Regions from separate parts of the Oryzias latipes genome. Here region 1 is linked to region 2. Evidence: chromatin contacts called from public Hi-C data. All regions are on one chromosome and are shown on one strand. Each heading gives the region's core, a stretch centred on a gene start, on an enhancer-like site or on the middle of the called end of the contact. The rest is flanking DNA. Distances are from core to core; before and after follow the strand shown.

Region 1 (4,351 bases), core at 1,003-3,502, 300 kb after region 2:
GATCTGCACTGGAAGGCCTCCTTCACCCTCAGGGTCATGACAGCAGCAAAGGGACTTGGAGGCCAAACATATACATAAGCCAAGAATCCAAGGGAGGCCTTTATAAATATGCAGAAACTGTGAGCAGTTGTATGTTTGCAGGAAGAAGTCCCACATGTGCCTGCCTGAAGCTCAGAGCGCTATCTGAGCAGGAATTCAGTCTGGCCTATTGGACCCTTGGGTGGCATAAACCATCCTTTTCCTCCATAAAATGATCAAAAATAATTATGTCAAAAAATTAGAGCCCCAATGCTGAGATGCTGCTCCATTGCTCTGTGAAGAATAAGACGCTTAGTTCCCTTTTACACCAGCCGTTCACACTTTTCCACTCAAATTTAACCAATTTAATCCACACACTGATCTTCAGAAGCTCAAACAAAGTAACTGCTCAAACCTCAGTGGCAAACATGCTTGCATTCGCTTTTGCACGGGCAGGATGCAGAACAAACCACATGTCGTTGCAATACTTTGACTGTCTAACCCTCAGATTGTTATTTAGCTGGACCACTGCCTGGGGCATTGTGGTCGGAACCCAGTCAGTGTGAAGGAGACGGCACATTATCATTTCACTGCCCGCTACATTACACATGCTAATAAGAGAAGACCGCCGGGATGTTTTTTAGAAGAGACGGTGAAGTCATCAGCAAGCTTTATCTCGGTTAGGATCGGGGGGGGGTTCCTCAGGGGGCTCCAAAACTTTTGCCAGGGAGTCTCTCTGAGCACATGACTCAGTCACCACACCTTTGTTGCATTATGGGTCAGACCAAAAGACCCTGCGCTCTTGACACCATAGTGAGATGCTGTACTGATAGCTTTAAGAACATAAATGAAAACATTCACCATTTCTTCTTTTTTCTTTTTTTTTACCATCTCTTGGCTCAGTTCTGTCCTTTTGGCCTTAATCTTAAATTTATTTAACTAACGGTATGAAGAGCATGCATGGTAGGAGTTACTGTTATTAAGCATTCCAACACAAATTATGGGTCAGATACATTTTAAAAATGTCACTTTTTTTATTTTGTTGCTGAAAACAGTAAATAATTGTGTTATTTTACACAAAAAATACTCCCAGAATTCACAGTTTAGATGTAAACTTTTTTTCATATTGGCTGTCAGGAATATAAAGACACAAATCCATGAGGATGGAGGAACATCCCGAGTCTCTTCCCTTCTGATTTTATTGCTCAGTTAAATGTCCTCCAGGGTAACAACAGGCTCCCCTTTTCATGCTCACACTACAATGCCACTAAAAGAAACCAGATCACACATAGCAGTGTTTTTTTTTTGCTCCAGACCCAAAATGTGTTATATGGTCATTTCTCCCCTTCTGTGCGCTGCAGATGGGTTAAATATTACATCAAAGCGTCTTTAATGTTTCACCTCTCACATTTCTGCTCCATATCAAGTTCAAAACTAATGCAGGCTGCCTTTTTACAGTAGATTTAATGGATCTTTGTCCATAATCACATTAGCACTGGCTCAACGTATAACAAATTTCACCGTACCAGCATCAAAGACCTTACTTCTTGTCATAATCATGCGTAGCATCCTTCCCTGCTGTCGAGATCAATGGGCTTTCTGATTCTCTGTGGAATAGAATTTGTCATGAGCTGATAAGCTGTGTTGCGCACAGGTCAAGGATGGTTCCTCATGGCTTTGAGCGCCAAAATCTTTAATGTTTCTTAAATGGATGAACTTACAATCACCTATGAATCCCCAAAAAATGTGTATTTTTGAATCCAAAACCGCTTTGATTTGAAACAAAGAGTTGAAGGTTTGACATTTCTAACAAATCATGAGTTAAAAATACCACAGCAGTCATTAGACAGCGTTTCCTGTTCCGAGTTATCAATAGATGATCCTGATTAGGGAAGGATTCAAGCAGACAGACTGCAGACAAACTAAAATTAATGACTTCCACTGAGATCTCCTAGAACTGATCTGCAGAAGGAAATATGTTGATTATCAAGCTTACCACACAGAAAGACTTGCAAACTCATATGTATGTGAACGCTCTTTTGCACAAAGCAATCTTTTTTCATAGCTGATTGTATTTGCCGTATTTGGGTTGTATGCATGAGGTCTTTGCCCCAGTTCCTTCACCCTGTGCAGCATAAATAAACAGGAACACTTGATAATCCATCATCCTGTGGGCTGTGGGAGTGTGCCCAACGCTAACATGGCTTCTGTTTTCCATCTGTGTGTATGTGTGAGAGGCTCTGTGAGAGAACCAAGATAGGTAGCACCTTTATGTTAATGCTCCCTGATTGTCCATGACTGTGAGACGTAAACCTCCTGCACTAAATGAGGATTATACAAATGAGCTTCCGCTTTTCTCATTGTGGGTTCTGCTCGACTGGAAAAGATGCAGAGTATGGAGATTTTTTTTCTCCTCTGTGCTTGAAACTGCTCTGCTCCATGAGGTTCTTTACAGATGACTCACATCTGTTGCTTTCTGAGCTGAGAAGAACTTAATATATTATCCTGCTTAAAGTTGATAAACACAAACCTGTTTAAAAAATGATTGAAAGTATTCTACTATTCCCAGCTGGAAGTGATGAAACTTTTACAGTAGGTTTACTTGTTAATATTCACATGATGTTTTGACCATGAATGTGTTTAAAGACCCACTCTAAAAAAAAATTGTGTTTTGGTGAGTTTTTTTTAACATTTGTCTTGTGGCACTTTTCGAATAAATTTAAAGAAAATTTGGCTCAAAATTGGCTTTTTCAGTATTTCTTTATTCAAATCATTGCGAATCAGAAGTAGCAGAAATTCTATTTGAAAAAGATTGTATCGGTCACATGAAAAATAAGCTTCCTGCTTCGCTCCTTTCTGATACATCCACTTGCAGACGACTAGATCCGTGAACGTCTTTATTTGCCTCATCTGAGCTGGAATCTGGCTCAAAAGTGTGCGGCTGGATAGCTCCAATGTTGCTCGCTGTTTTTGTTGCACCGTAATGTTGGGTTGGGGATTGTTAGGGACTGTAAGCTATCGGGAGAGAGTGTAAACAGAAAGCTCTCAGTAAAGAGGAGGGGGTGGGGTGGCTTCATAGCCAATGGGCAGGCCCACAACTCAAGAGGTGAATTTCTAATGAACTCCTGGTGCTCTCCAGAAATTATTTCCTAGAAAACGACGCTTGATTTTGGCTAAAAACGGTAAAATCACAAATAAAAAAAACACTGGGAATGCTTTCGCAAAAGATCAAAAGATGATCGGAGTGGGACTTTTAGAAAAAGGTACAGAAAGATTATCATAAAATAAGGGGCTTATCTCCAAAAAGACTTTATTGGTTTGAAATCGAGGTGTATTCACCATTTAAACTCTTGTTTTCGGTTAAACACAGTGGTGGTGGTATTATTGTGTGATCCTGCTTTGGTAGCTATGAGTAACAACATTTATTTTATTAATTGCACTAAATACCAAGTTTCCTTGTGAAAAGCTTCAAGGACCAGACTACAGTTATGTGGAGTTTCTAGAACGAAATGGATCAAATTCATAGATCAGTTTGAGACCAAATTAAGCTCAGTGTATCTAAAACTCAAGTTAATTTTTTGATGCATTCCATCCACTGATCTCATTCGTTGTACTTTCTGTTGAAACTCAGACTGACTTCCTTGGTGCAGCTTTAGTTATGCAGCCACACCGGAGCCAAAAATCCAAATAATAACAATAGCTGGGGCATTTTAGCCAGCAAAACTCAATAATGTCCCTGTTCACGCCATGAGGACTTTATTTACAAAACCCTGTGGGTAACGCAATGCCACGCTCTGATCACACAGCAGCCTACTGCATGCAATTACCCTGAGCCCGCTCTCCAATCTGTCACTGCCCAAACTCATTTGTAAATGTGCATGTACAGTGATTAAAGAAATGTTGGTGCCACTGCTCAAAAGAAGCCAAAAAAGAATGAACTAAGGGTGGGGTTGGGGGCTGCGGTTGTGTATCATTCCTCATCTACTTTCTTCCATGGAGCAAAGCTGCCATGTCAGAAGGAGCCAAGAGAGCAATGATCAGATCACCAGCACTGCTAATGCATGTGAGGCGGTGGTGCAGCAGTCCAGCTATAATAATTAAAGACATACAGCATCTCGGGGCTTCATTAATCATGGTTTATATGGACTTTGAAGCTTTAATGGAAAACAGCCTGCCTGTGTGGGTTCATTGTGTCTATACAAATTGTGGGGACGGCGTGCGCCAGGAATGTCCCCCACCCCGGTTTCAGGATGTGGAGATGCAAAACAAAAAGATAAGATTTAGTGCAAAGCTGAGAGGCGGTTCGATTTTTGATCGAACTGCAGTCTAGTCG
Region 2 (4,172 bases), core at 211-2,710:
AAATGGGATTCAAATTTTCCCCCTCCCCACTCACACACACCAAGAATCCAAGCTTTAATGGGAAGCAAATTTTATCTGACAAATGTGCACAGAAGGCAGCAGGTCCAGGGTTGGGGGTCCGTCGGATGTGAGCCTCACGCACTTTGAAGTCAGAGGAAACCCACGCAACTGTAAATCATAGATCGCTGGACCAATCACAACTGGAACTTAACTGAAGCCTTTCTGAGATTTACACTTCAGGAGGCAGGCATCTTCTTAACATTGTTCTAATTAATTACCAAAAAACATCAATTTCACTTCCTGTTTCTTCACTAATAATGTTCAAATCATGTTCTTCTGCTGGACGCTTTGGTTTAAATGCTTTCATACTTTGAAAACAAACCCATTCAGACACATTGTGATGGGTATGATCCAGATGAAGGCTTTTATTGTTGCTTGAGCTGCCTGCTCAGTGGCAAGAAAAATCAAAGAACAACCCTTGGCTCTCAGCAAGCTTCACTTTCAAGATAACAGAATAATCCCACAAGGATTGATGTCCATTCCTTCTTTACATGCACAGCAAAGCCTCAATCGATGCAAATTCTCCCAGTGGCAGGATCAGTTTTTGCTTTTACCAGTTTTGCTTTTTACAGAGCATAAATGGATCTACATTTAAGTTCCTATCTCCTAAAAAACACAAAATAATTTGCACATTGCCTTTTATTTGTCTCATCCTACTTGAAAATGGGAGGTTTGGGTGTGTTCTTGACTTTTTGTTGGGTAAAAGAGCACAAAAAAAAAAACTTCAGAAAATTCAAGAACTTATTCCATCTGGAAACAATTTGGGCTTCCCTATTGGTGAGATTGATTCTGCTTTCATCTTGGGTGTAGAACACTAGTCTTATGACAAAGACAGTTGAACCTAACCTGAAGACAGAAAAAGAGCAGATACCGTAAGCAGCCCCAAAGCCTCTGAGGTTGCAAAAAGTGTTGTGTTTGCTTAAATGGTTAAATTAAAATCCCATTTTGATAACATTTCTTTTTTTTATTTGCAGTTCAATCACTGCTGCTAACACAAATTTCATGTTTAAAATACACATTTTAAATGATTAGACTTGGAAATGTGCTTGGATAGCTTTTAATGTCTTTTTCAGAGCAAAAATTAATTCTTTTTTTTTTGATTTTAGGCTAAGTTGAGTACCGGCTTCACAAAATGTTCTAATTAAACCACAAAAGAAGTAAATGTAAGATAATAGCACACTAAATAATGCTTAATTTGATTACAGTTTTTTAAAAAGAGAACTTAGAACTAAACAGGTTTGGGCCCTGTGGCAAAATGGAACCCAGCCAAGTGTCTGCATTCCTCCCTTTCTTAGAAACTCTACAGAGAGCTGGTATCAGGGTTATTTTTGAAAGAAAGAGATAAAAAAAAATAAAAACAGGTAAAAAAAGGGGGAACATGAGGCAAGAGAAAAAAGAACAGAGTTGTAGTTCACGCCTCCCTCCACCTCCTCCTCCTGAGTGTAATCAGCCGGAGCAACTCGTTCAGCTGGTAACATGGAGAGACATCAGGTCTGAGGAGGAGTCAGCTGCACACAAGCAAAGAAATGGAAGGATGGTTAGGGCTGAGCCTCAGTGGGCTTGTTGCTCTTTTTGCAGAGGAATTCACTGGAAGTGTTGGACACACGAGACGGCCCGAGGAATTCCTGTGATGCCACTGGACTGCCGTTCCAAACTCTTGGGCACAGATGAAGAAGAGCAGGAATGAACATTTTTGAAGGGACAAATCTTATTTGATTGCTAACTGTGTGACTTGAGGGGTGGACCACTGGTGTCAAACCCCCTCAATCATGGTGGGATCCTCTGCTGGGCTTGCTTGCTGGTTGCTGCTTGCGATTACTGTTGGTCAGAACTCCCTGGTGACCGGAGGTTGTTCAGGAAAGTGCTGCTGGGGCAGAGACTTGAGCTGCTACACCTCAGACTGGAGAATGGACCGATCATACGGGACGTGCTACTGCGATGAGAGCTGCGTCAAAACCAAGGACTGTTGCTTTGACTACTTCACAGAGTGCCCAGGTGAGTGATGGGCACACCTTCAACTTATAAAGCTGCTTTGGGATGCAGGCAAAGGCAGATTTTCTACTGAATCCACCAGATTTGAGTTGGAGAAGGATCAACATTAAATACTGTAATAATAGGGGCTGCTTTTCCCAATCTGCACATCCAGCGGCTGAGCTGAGGAGGCTGGACACACTTGACATTTCCCCACAAGTGTCAAATATTCCAGTTTGTCCACCTTTATCCAAAAAACGTGATCTTCTGTAAACCAAATACCTAAGCTGGCTCTTATTTCAGATGGTTGCCCACTCCACATAATGGAATTAGTAGAAAAATGTGAAGAATGTCTCTCTGTCAATCAGTTTTGTAGCAATTACAGTTCCAGTCAAACAAATGAGGCATTCTTAACACGTGTTAAAGGTCGGTGGCCACCGCATCAGCACGCTGAAGACATCAAAGCCTGAACGGCGTGTGCAAGATCCGAGTGGAGGGGAAAGGAAATCATTGAATGCAGGTTTCTAATGAGCACAGTCTGAAAGCACCTGCAGAAGGGCAGCTAGCCGTTCACGTCTGAATAATACGTTATCTAAAAGGCACTGCTTCACATTACAATTGTTTTTTTCAAGAAAAAAAAAAAAAAAAAAAAAAAAAATATATATATATATATATATATATATATATATATATATATATATATATATATATATATATATACACTAAAGATGATTGGAAATTTAAAGGTGGATACATCTTCATACATATACATCCACATGTAAATGATGCCATTGTCATTACTCTTCATCAGCAGACATTTATTTACCTAAACATGCAATTCATGACAATTATTATTTAATTGAAAAAATATCTACAAACCTTCATTCTAGTGCAATGCGCTTCAAATAAAACCCTCCAATGTAAAAGTGTTTTAACTTTCATAAAATAATATTTTTTGTAAGTTTCTTTTTGACATTGCAAGCAGTCAAAGATAGTTTGGGTATGGAAAGTTGAAATAATTGGACATCCATAAAGACAATGGTGCTTCTCTGCCAGAGATCTCCTCCTTGGATGGGGTAGGGGGGGTCATCCCTCTCGTCCTTAATTCAATTCAATTTTATTTAAAAAGCCCAGTATTACTACAATAGTCGTCTCAATCGTTAATTTTATAAAGACCGTGCCGAGCATCCCCCTGTCTGGCTGGTGAACTGCCTGGTGGGGTGGCGCTGTGCTGTCTCTGTGGGAGGTGGTGGGGACTCTTGCAGTGTTTGGCCTTTCACCTGCGGTTAATGGGGACTTTGGGCATCTGGAGCAGTGGACTTGATCCAGGGTACCCTGGAGGATGTGTTCTCCGTTCCCTGAGTCTACCTATTCTCTGTTGGGATGACCCTCAGTTGAGGTCTCTCCTGTCCTGGCTCTGAGTGGCTGCTATTGGGTTGTCCAGGGGGTGGAGGTTTTTATGCTTTTGGGGAATCCCCCTGCCTGTCATAGGCTGCTTTAGGGGGTCCAGGGTTCAAACATTTATTTTTACATTAAACAACCAGATGGTACATTCCAGTAAACAGACTCACCTGTACACACCTGCAGGATCCCCTCTGCTCAAACACAGATGTTTACATAACTGCAGACCAGAAGGAGTAGAGCATCCATAAATTATACTTAAGTGTAGTTTTACTTTAAAAATATTACTTGATGAAAAAGAAAAAAATGTCATCCAAATGATTACTTAAGAGTAAAGGAGTAAATCATTAAAGAATGACTCGAGTAGTGAGTTACAGTTAAGACAGGCTTTGTTTAATTTTTTTTACATTTTATTTGTGTTTTTAATGTTAAAATTTTGGATTTTTAGATACTAAGATAAAAATCTGTATAACTTTAATGAAAAAGCAATTTTTTTTAACAGTTTGTTTGACAACAAGGCTCAATGAATTTGTTGTACCAATATTTTTCAAATATATCGAGCAAAGACTGATAATCAGAATTTCATTTTAGACCATTTGCTTTAATTTAATAACGAGATCACACACAGTCCTTGTTTTCCTGATATGATAATTTTTAAAAGCAAAATGAATGTTGATTTCATGTTAGAAATCTTTATACTGTCCAGTGTTGACGGGAACATTTTCATGCAAATAAAATAA

The links. A called contact is a pair of places that touch in the nucleus more often than the background predicts.
Region 1: a contact with region 2 is called in a Hi-C map of embryo, with 2.6 times the contacts expected there. The contact joins the enhancer-like site here to the promoter of sbspon in region 2. A contact is called at or near these places in 2 of 5 Hi-C or Micro-C datasets (both in embryo).

The regions. Positions count from the first base shown.
Region 1 is chr20:16,527,534-16,531,884 of ASM223467v1, forward strand. No RefSeq gene overlaps it. Among protein-coding and RNA genes, the nearest start is that of xkr9, 7.0 kb to the right of the region's middle. Within about 2 kb of position 2,253, at least 2 of the 8 cell types and tissues checked have an H3K27ac peak or open chromatin away from gene starts, as enhancers often do. A contact at or near this core is called in embryo, where this site is marked.
Region 2 is chr20:16,231,284-16,235,455 of ASM223467v1, forward strand. It overlaps sbspon (somatomedin-B and thrombospondin type-1 domain-containing protein), which reads left to right and starts at 1,461. Exons shown (of 5, transcript XM_004081023.4): 1 at 1,461-2,055. The coding sequence starts at 1,830.